2 separate regions of the Macaca mulatta genome follow, and region 2 is linked to region 1. The links are chromatin contacts, called in public Hi-C maps. All regions are on one chromosome and are shown on one strand. The core of a region is the stretch at or near the end of the contact, and the rest is flanking DNA. Distances in the headings are between cores, read along the strand shown.

Region 1 (5,345 bases), core at 1,527-4,026:
GTCACGCTACTGTACTCCAGCCTGGGCGACATAGCAAGACTCTGTCTCTAAACAACAACAAAATTATTAAATAAATAAAGAAAGAAAAATAAATAAAGAAAAACAAATTTAGTACCTTAAAAAACTAAAATTTAATTCTGTTTTAGTCTTTGGGTTACAAAACAATGCTACAAGAACATTGCCTTTATAACTGATGGTTATAAAACCATGTGACCTAGTGGTAGTACTGTATTGCAATTAAATCATAGTCTAAACGGGAATTTTAATCTTTAGTTATATTGCTCTCAAACACACATAATGTGATAGATAGATATTTAGTGTGGCAGTTAGAAGATATTTGGGAGCAGAGGTCTTTTTCCTGAGGCTGCTGCTTATAGGCACCTCCATTCTCTAGGATAAACACCAAACTCTTGGGTGCAGTGGTTCACGCCTGTAATCCCAGCACTTTGGGAGGCCAAGGAAGTCAGATCACCTAAGGTCGGGAGTTTGAGATCAGCCTGACCAACATGGAAAAACCCCGTCTCTACTAAAAATACAAAATTAGCCGGGCGTGGTGGCGCATGCCTGTAATCCCAGCTACTCACGGGGCTGAGGTGGGAGAATTGCTTGAACCCAGGAGGCAGAGGTTGCGGTGAGCCAAGATTGTGCCATTGCACGCCAGCCCGGGCAACAAGAGTGAAATTCCATCTCAAAAACCAAAAAAAACAAAAAGCAAAAAAATTCCCCAAAAAAACTACCCAACTGAGTTCATTGTAGCTGGAGTGATCTTTGAAAACATAAATCTGATCGTGTCACCTCTCTGCTTAAACCCTTCAATGCTCCTCACTCCATTAGGATTCAATTTAAGCTCCTTGGTGAGGTTTACCTTTTTAGTGTCATCTCAAGCAGAATTGTTCAACTACTTCCCCGCCCCAGAATGGCACATAATGTCTCACCTCTTATTTTGTGACACTAACTGGTTGATGCTCAATGGGTAGATCTCTTAATTCATTAGGGGTTGCAAAATGGTGACATCCTATCATTCCTTATTTATTTATTACTTGGACTACTCTTTTAAAGAGAAAGTTTCCCTCATTTACTATTTGGTTACTCAAAGGTATAGGTTCTTTAGAAAAGTTAACACGGGCTGGACGCGGTGGCTTGCACCTGTAATCCCATCACTTTGGAAGGCTGAGGCAGGTGGATCACCTGAGATCAGGAGGTGGAGAACAGCCTGGCCGACATGGTGGAAACCCATCTCTACTAAAAATATAAAAATTAGCCAGGTGTGGTGGTACATGCCTGTAATCCCAGCTACTTGGGAGGCTGAGGCAGGAGAATTGTTTGAACCTGAGAGGCAGAGGTTGCAGTGAACCGAGATCATGCCTTTGCACTCCAGTCTCAGCGACAGAGCAAGACTCCGTCTCAAAAAAAAAAAAAAAAAAAAGTTAACATATATTGTTTTTCATATTTTAGAACCACAGGCTTTTTTTTTTTTTTTTTAAAGTCTCAAACATTTCATAAGTAGTGTGCTATGGTGCTAGTAGCTAAAACATCTCTGCCTACAGGGACTGGAAGTAAGAAAACAAGGAGGCAGGGCCAGTGGCGACCAGAAATTTGCACACCAGGACCAAAGGGTATTTGTCCTCAGCTCCAGCAGAATTTCTTTTTTCCCCTGCAACCATGAAATGTTCTTCTAATGCAAAAGAAAAAAAATCTGTCACATCTAAGGACCTTGAAAAGTTTTGTTTCCCTTGAGGAATTTGATATGCTTTTTCCATATCATTTAGAAACATCAGTGTGTAGTCTGTTTTCCCAGTTTGCAATGCGCCCAGTAAGTCTCAAGCCAAAATTTCTGTTTAATTTTGGAACAATAGGACTCCTGATCGGCACATCGAAAGTTTTCTTTGATCTTGATCTTCCATACCCGTTACTGCCTTTTATTTAATTTTACATTTCCTTTTGATTATATATCTTCCAAGCTGATTAAAATTTTCTACTAGCCAAAAGGAGTTTGAGTGAACAAAAATATTTACAGAGCCATCAGCCATCTATGAGAATACCTTTTTCTTGGCATTCCACACACTGCCGGGTGTTATTTGAAAAATCTTTACTGAGGTAATAAGCCAAAAATGGTTTCTCATTGGGGTTTTATTTTGTATTTCTAAGATTACTGGTGAGAGTGAGCATTTTCCCGTATTTGTTAACCAGGTTTAAAACTGTTTGATTGGGACGTGGCTTATACAGGGACGAGTGCAGTTAATCCGACTGAAAGACAAATGAAACCCAGGAATATCTGGTTCTTACATTTTAACTTTGACTCCGCCCCGGGTCCCCTCACCCACCCCGACCCCAAGCAAGCCCTTTGTGTCAACTGTCAGGGAATGGGATCTCAGTCTGAAAAGCTGGCAGAATACCGTATTGCCCCCAAATATGTGTATTATGCTTATATCCAGTGTCTGATTGCAATGTTTACAGGAAAGAGTTCCTGAACCCTAACCAAACCTGAGGCACTGGCCGTCGCCGTGTTTCCGCAGGCGCGGCCTCTGACACTCGGCCTTCGATTGGCCCGCCTGGTCCCGCAGGAGTCGGGGTGACGCCGGCCAGCCCAGCGCGGACGATGAGAGCGAGGAGTGGCTGCTTCTGCCTTTCTCTCTCCCCACTTTTTTTTTTTTTTAGCCATAGCTATGGTTACCACGTTTCTCTCCGCCTCCCTCCACCTACCAAGAAAACGACTGACCATTGGCTGCCTTTCACCAAGGCGGTAAGTCATTGGTCTCTGGTGGGACCGGGCGCTGCCCCCTTCCCCTGTCTCCTGGGTCTCTGAAGGAGCCCAGGAAGGAGGTTCCGCTGGTGCCGCCGGGTCAGGCGCTGACGGGACCGGGCTGCGGCAATCGTTAGCGGGTCATGTCGGCCGCCCAGGGCTGGGACAGGAACCGCCGGAGGGGAGGAGGCGCCGCCGGCGCTGGTGGCGGAGGTAGCGGGGCCGGCGGGGGCAGTGGGGGCAGCGGGGGTCGGGGGACTGGCCAGCTCAACCGCTTCGTGCAACTCTCCGGGCGGCCGCACCTGCCAGGTGAGTCGTGGGACAGGGTCCTGACCGCTTGCGGGCGCGGCGGGCGGGAAGGTGACTGCTACCTTTTCTTTTTCTCCCTGGCTTTCTTTTCCTTGGGAGGAGGAAAGGCAGGCCCCACGCATAGCAGAGAGACTGGGGATCAGAGAAAAGGGAAGGTGTCTTTGAGGTCAGGGAGGGAACAGGAGCACAGCGAAGAAAAGTATCTTTGCTCTGTTGAAAGCTCTGTACTGAGAGTTGTGTTTTCTTTTCAAAGGAGAGGCCACTGTCTCATTGACATTTCCAAATGTTTCTGTTACTCGGTTCCCAATCTCTTCCCCTTCCGCAGTTTGATCTTGTAAATGAAAGACATTGGCGCCTAGCTGTGGGAAATTATTTCAAAAAGGGTGCCAAGTTAAGGAGAGAAGAGGGAAGCGCATTCCAAGGAGTGATTTTGTAAAAACTACCCGGGGTGTGTGTGTAAGAGGCATTCTGAAACAGAAGAAAGGGGTGGGGGAGTGTTGGCTGGGAGTGTATGGGAAAGAGAACCTACAGAATTAGGGAAAACTAGTTGGATTATTAATATTTTGGAATGTCCAGAGACAGAATGGATAATGGGGTCTAGGTTTTAGGGGAGAAAGTGAAGATCAAAAATATACCTAGTGACAAAATTATGCTGTGTTTACGATATAAAAACAACTAAGAATTGGAAAAATGTACCCCATACCATTATTTCACATTTTGGTCTACAGTGCTGTAGTCTTGAGTTCAGATGCTTTTGAAAACAAAATAAAATCAAGTGGCTATGTATGTGTAGACAATTTTAAAGAGGTACGTTTGTAATCGAATATTCAATCTAGTAGAAGGAAGGTAGGGAATTAAATAATGCACAGAATGTCAAATATCCCACTGGGCAAGCCTATTTTTACTATGAAAAGAACTATCAGGAATGATGTGTTAATTATTCATCGTGTTTTTTTGTGAATAATATTGATTATATTAGTGATATATTTGTTTAGCTGATGAGTTTTGAGAACATGATGAATTGATTTTTTTGAATTGTACTTATGACTGTGCCTTATACTTCTAAGTAGTCAAAAATTATTATTTGATTAAATTGAAGATGACAAAGGAAATTAATTTAGCACATTTAATGAGACAATTGCTTATGTTTGTGATGAGGTTATTGATGTGTGCTAGAAATGTACATTACACCATTTATATGCGCCATTAAAATTAAATCGAGGCATTTGTAAGTAATCATATAATATACCAGAAGTTGGGTTTGAGATGTTAATATCAGACTGGGCGCCCTAGAATTTCCAAATATATGATCCTTAACATGAAAAAGAAAAAAGGAGCAATCTTTATTCTTACTCCCAATTAACAATACAAACTTAGATTTTTGTGTATTGACAGCTTAGAAGATGGAACTCTTAGCAAGCACTGTCACCAGTTTGCCCTCTTCTACTGTAATCTTTAGGTCTTTGATCACGGATTAATTGTACCATGGGCTTCATGTAGGCATTCCTAGGTTCCTAGAACCTGGTTGGTGCACTTCCTCACTGCAACCACGTGATGGCAGTGGAAGCCATGATTTCTGCTAAGGGGCTTCAGTGTGGAGCTATTTCTGCATTCCCTTAGCACACAAGACCAAGAACAGCCATTTATCCGGAGGTAAAGATAAACGTGTCTAAACTGTGAAAATTTGTAAAGTGGGGTCATCAGTATCTTTTTTCTGCTTCCCTTTTCTCTTGATTGACACTTCATTGCTCCTTTACTCATTCTCAAAACTGGGACACATCTGATATCTCAGTGTATTATATAGTTTGAAATTCTTTCATACTAATTCTTTATTCTCCTAGGTATTGCATTTTAAGCCTCTCCCTTTTCTTGTATTTTGATAGATTTTGAAAGATTTTAGGTGATGGGGAGGAGTAGGATGTCTAGGCTTGGTTGACGGGCCTTGGAGATAAAACCTTTTTTTAAAAAAATTAATTAATTTATTTATTGAGATGGAGTCTCGCTCTGTCCTCCAGCCTGGAGTGCAGTGTCGCCATCTCAGCTCACTGCAACCTCCGCTTCCTGGGTTCAAGCAATTCTCCTGCCTCAGCCTCCTGAGTAGCTGAAATTACAGGCACCTACCACCACGCCTGGTTAGTTTTTGTGTTTTTAGTAGAGACAGGGTTTTATCATGTTGGCCAGGCTGGTCTTGAACTCTTGAACTCAGGTGATCTGCCTGTCTCAGCCTTCCAAAGTGCTGGGATTACAGGCGTGAGCCACCTTGCCCAGCCAAAAAAAAATTTTTTTTTAAAGT
Region 2 (5,320 bases), core at 679-3,178, 610 kb after region 1:
CAGGACACACTTATCTGAGGAAAATAAAAGTAATTTACCTGGTTTAGTAAGTAAAGAATTTTCGTAAGAATATGCAAACATCTTCTTGGATTGATTGGAGTTTCATTGAATATACGAGCCTATGAAAAAACATAAAAAACACTGTTATTTTTCTACCTTTTCTATCATAGATTATAGCAAATCAACTTTAATACAGACTATTTTTAATCACAGTATCCAAAGAACATGGTCTATAGTTCTCAATTTACTAAAGCATCTGATAAATTATTACATGTGGCCCTGATTTTCCATCCTATTTATTTCTAACTCATTCCCTTAGGTTGACTACTTCAACTTTACGGGCTATACCAGTTAAATAAGGATCACAATACTGATCTGTATCATACTAATACAATGACATTAATACAGATAACTGATTTCAATAACCTTGCACTAAACACCCCTTCTTATATTTAAAATTCCCAACCTGTAACAGTCTTCATGTCTTTGCATTTCTATAAGCTCTAAATTCTCGTGTGACAAGTAACCCCTCTTCCTTTTCCCTTAAATCTATATTCCCTAAACTCTGTTACGTTCCTTATTTTGGGTGTTGTGATCACAGTAGCCCAGGAATTCGCTGCCCACCACTCTAAAACAGAATAGAAAAGAAAAGGCACAAAATGCTTCCCAGTCATACCTCCTGTAAAACAGCACTCTTCTCCAGATGCTGGAAAGGATTTGAGCCACTACCTATGTATAAAACAAAAAAATGTCCTGAATAGCTGTTTTACACAAACTTATGTATTTTCCAGAGAAGGGTACTGAATGCTTGGTAAGTGAACACTTGGATGGCACAGTGATAATCATTGCTAATATGCATACAAACTAAATGAAATCATTCTGATCCTGGCTCCGTCACTGCCACACTCGAAGAGCTGAGACTTCTCTTTTGCAGCAACCCTCTCCAAAATGAGTGTCTTCTTTCCCTGCCCTCTTTTTCCATGAATGTTACATATGTGTCATTTCCACAACGAAGATTAATGAGATTGTGGTAGGGTGCTTCTGATTTCCTTAGGTAAGCACTAGTTTGTGTGTTTCTAACACTTAAGGAGAGGCAGAAACGAAGTTTCCCAGAGAATCACGCAGACGTAAACCTTCAAGAGGTCGTGGAGGTTGATTAACCCAACCCCCTCTCACACCGTGGGAGATGCTACCAAACACTGGGATTTTTTTCTTTTTGAGGATGCTTGGCATCTTCCCCATTTGCTCTGGACCAAAGACGGGTATCAAAACGCAGGTCACTTCTGGACGCCTGAGCATTCAACGAGCTCTGTCCCAAGGCACAGTCTTACCCCCGGGGAACCGGACAGAGCCTGGGGTCCCAGGAAAACGATAAGGTACCAGGCACCTGAATGTTCCTCCACACACACACCCTGTGCCGTCGACCCCAGCCCCGGGAACAGGGTGCTCCCACTCGGGGTCCGACCCTACCAGTACCCCTGGCCGCGGAGACGCGCGCACGCTCTCGCCCCCGCCGGGGGCCCGCGCGAAGGGGCGGAGGCGGCTCGGAGCGGATGCGCCGCAGCAGGAGCGGGGCGCGCGCGGGCGCCGGGGCGGGAGCGCGCGGCCCGAAGGGAGGCTCCGGCGCCTGGGGGAGGGGCTACGGGCAGGCCCCCGGCGGCCGCGAGGGGAGGGGAGGGGCCGGCTCCAGCTCCGGCCCCCTGGCACGCCGGCGCCCACGCCCCCAGCCCCGCCGGCCCGAAAGCAGGTGGCGGCGGGCGGGGGAAGGGGCGTCCCGCGGCTGAGGGTGGGCCTCGGAAGCCCCGCGCGTACCAGACTCCTCGTCCTTCTTGTCGAATTTTTTAATCATCTTGGACGACTTCCCAACGCCCAGACCCACCGCAACCGTCCCAGGCGCCGCAGCCGGAGAGCGGAAGAGGCTGCAGGAAGGCCGGCCCCGCGCTCTCACGCCGGTTGGGCCGCCGCGCCGTCACTCGGGGCCAAGGCCCGCCCTCCCCGGCCTCCCTCGTCCCCCGGGGACGCAACCACGCCCTCTCCTGCTTCCGCAGCCGCCGGAGGCTTGGGCCAGACCCTCCCGGCCCGTGACCCGGGAGCCCACGCCCGCAGCAGCAGGAATGTGGTTTTATTTGGTTGGCGACCTCTGCGGACCCCTGAGTCTCAGGAGAGCGAGGCGGGAGGACTGAGGGTTCTGTGTTCACCCGATGACCGTGGCCTTTTTGATAATCCACTGCGGGGCCCTCCCGTTGCGGAAGGCGCTCTCCCCGGGCGCGGTTCTGGTGGGCATCTCTTCCAGGAGCGATGCGAGTGTCAGTGGTTCCCGAATCACCTTGGAAATCGGCCTTTCACTCGCTGACTTCTTGGAAGCTACGACAAAGCACAGGCACCCTGGTGAACGTGGCTTTTCAGAAGTACTCGAAGGATGCTTAATGTGAGATATGAAGGAGACCCACTTGAAGGGACCTTTAAAGGCTGGTCTTTAAAGATTTCGGACCGTGTAATACCATTCCCAACCTATTTTATAGTTTTTGGATTCCTTCATTTCATCAAAACCCAGTGTAAAACACACTGCCTGTTTAGAGCCTTCTTTGTTCAAGCCTACTTCTTTCAGTGATTCCGTCTGACACCATATTGACACTTAAGAAACTCTCTAAATTAACGTGCATTCATTCCTAACTCATGTTCCTCTTTCTGAGTGTATGCTGGCTTTCTGTTCTCTTGTCTAAGAGCGTGGCTAAGAAACTTTGCCTTTGGCTTCAGTGGCATTACTGTTTAGAAATGTAAATTGAGTCTATACTCAACAGGATCGTGCCCCTGCAAAATTAGAGAAATTCTAACCTAGATTACATTCTACATCCTAGGGAAATTCTTTCCCTTAAATATAGATTTAAGATGAACTGTTGATATCCTACATATGGTATCATTTAAGATTTACCTCCGGCTTGGCTAAATGTACTATTATTAACTACTATGTTTGCTTTATATGGCTTGTAAAGTTCAAGTTATACTTTGTAGGTGGAGTTTTCCTTGAAGGAAATAGAAGTCTGCACGCATTTATTCTGGAGGTGAAAATAAATAGGCTTTGGGGAAGGAAACATCCTCTTCCTCTTCCTTGGCCCAAGAGTATTGGGAACCTAGGCAGACACAGTGTAGATAATAGGCCCAGAGGTTCCCAAGAATGGGTAATGCCCCGGAGACCTGCTGGGAAGTAGAAGGACCTGAGTTCACATTTGAAGCTGACCCTAAGACTAGCCCCTTGTAAAGCAAGATAAATCATTCTCTGCTGTTCTTCAGCTTTTCTGTGTATCTATGAAGTTTTGTTTAATACCACAGGTTGGTTTTAGCTGTGCAGTGTTTACGGAATTAAGAGCAGCAGTAGGTGAAAATGGGGTGGGGTGTGGTGGCAAATAGGTATAGCAGGAGCAGAGAAGCCTGAAGAAGCCAGTTAAGGGATGGTATAATATGACTCCAGGTCTCTGGTATCAGGACTATTGGGACTGAGGATGGCTGGCAAAGGGGTTGAGCAATCACTACAATGGCTTTGTGGGAAAGGCAAGGATACTTTAGGGAGTCTCCGAAATTGCTTGAGGAGAGAAAGCTAGTAGGAGAAATGAACCTTGTCTTAAAACCATGAGCTGGTGAAGTCTGAGGACCCACCAATTATGTATCTAATCACAAATGTGTACTCAGTGCCCTGAAATTCTTCATTGGGTCCAAACTGCCTACTGAATAAAATCCAAACCCTTATTTAAATAATAAATTTAAGGCATTGTGGTATTTTTGATATTTTGTTATTGTTATTTTTGTTATTTATGTTTTGTTATTGTTGTTCGTTTTTCAGACAGGGTCTACTCTGTTACCCAGGCTGGAGTGCAATGGTACAATCACAGCTAACTGCAACCTTAAACTCCTTGGCTCAAGCGATCCTCCTTCCTCCAGCCCCCCAAGTAGCTCAGACTACAGGTGCATGCCACCACACCCTGTTAATTTTTTAAAATTAATTTTTGTAGAGACAGGATCTCACTATGTTGCTCAGGCTAGTGTCAAGCCCCTGGCCTCCAGCAGTCCTCCTGCCCCAGCCTCACAAACTGCTGGGATTACAGACACCCCCAGCCTCTCAAGGCCTTTTATAATCTGTTTCATCTCTTTCACATATTGAAAGTGCTATTGTTGGTGCTTGATAAATGTCTAACACTTAGTAGGAACCCTAGAAATACTGTTAAATAAATGATAATACATGAGGAGGATTCTCATTGTACCCTCTGCCATACAACTTTATTCCAGGCCCCTTCTACCCCATTCCCTACCCCAATCCCAGAGACTTTTATACCTCTAAGACGCACAGACTTATCCTTTGGCCCTTTTAGAGCAGTTTCTTCTTCAAAGTATAATATGCATACCACTGGGTGGTTCTAGGTGATACATAGATAAACATTCTAAAATTTCATTATTATAAATTTGACTTAAGTGTTTCAGAAAAACATATAATTTGTACATCAAAACCATGATGTCAATGATACAGTATTAATTAGGACAAGAATTTTTTAAAATCCTTTTGAAGAAAAATGCTAAGTAAATTAACAGAGCAAATAATACATCAATGTGGCAAAAACTCTTAAAGTGCTGGGTGATATAGCTTAGTAAACACTGCTAGAGTTTTCTTGTAATTTGAGGATTTAAACAGGGTCGGAAGCTTTGCACCTCTTGAGCCTCTATTTGTTATTAGCTTCCATGCTATAGGGAAAAATAGTCTCCAGGACTACCACGAGAGAAGCCAGTTTGCCACATCTATAATCCTCATGGATTGTATCTCCAGCCCACATCTCAGTCCAGTAAGCCTTTGCTTTGGAAGAGAGAAGCTTACCATCTTTCCTCATACCTCTCTCATGGACTGGAGCAAAGGTGAGCTGAGGGTACGTTTTTTTCTGCATCCTCAAAGCGTAGACTTTTGAATACTTCCCTTCGCTCTTGAAATCATTGTCGGTGGAAAACCTTAACAAAGAAAGTTCTTTGTTTAGTAGATCCTAGGGCGGGCGGATTCATGGAACCATTCACTTTATATTTTATTTTATGTATTTACTTTGAGACACGAGTCTTGTTCTGTCACCCAAGCTGGAGTGCAGTGGCATGATCTTGGCTCACTGCAACCTCTGCCTCCCAGGTTCAAGCAATTCTCCTGCCTCAGCCTCCCAAGTAGCTGGGATTATAGGCACTTGCCACCACGCCTGGCTAATTTTTGTATTTTTAGTAGAGACAGTTTTCACCATGTTGACCAGGCTGGTCTTGAACTTCTGAGCTCAAGTGATCTGCCCACCTTGGCCTC

The links. A called contact is a pair of places that touch in the nucleus more often than the background predicts.
Region 2: a contact with region 1 is called in a Hi-C map of fetal cortex germinal zone, with 2.7 times the contacts expected there. The contact joins the promoter of COPG2 here to the promoter of KLHDC10 in region 1. A contact is called at or near these places in 2 of 14 Hi-C or Micro-C datasets (CD4 T cells and fetal cortex germinal zone).

What each region holds. Positions count from the first base shown.
Region 1 is chr3:169,748,497-169,753,841 of T2T-MMU8v2.0, forward strand. It overlaps KLHDC10 (kelch domain containing 10), which reads left to right and starts at 2,777. Exons shown (of 10, transcript XM_077997333.1): 1 at 2,777-2,956. The coding sequence starts at 2,887.
Region 2 is chr3:170,357,148-170,362,467 of T2T-MMU8v2.0, forward strand. COPG2 (COPI coat complex subunit gamma 2) reads right to left here and starts at 1,929. Exons shown (of 24, transcript XR_013415556.1): 1 at 1,813-1,929; 2 at 677-729; 3 at 39-119. TSGA13 (testis specific 13) reads right to left here. Exons shown (of 7, transcript XM_077997351.1): 6 at 4,877-4,989; 7 at 2,109-2,364. The coding sequence ends at 2,195.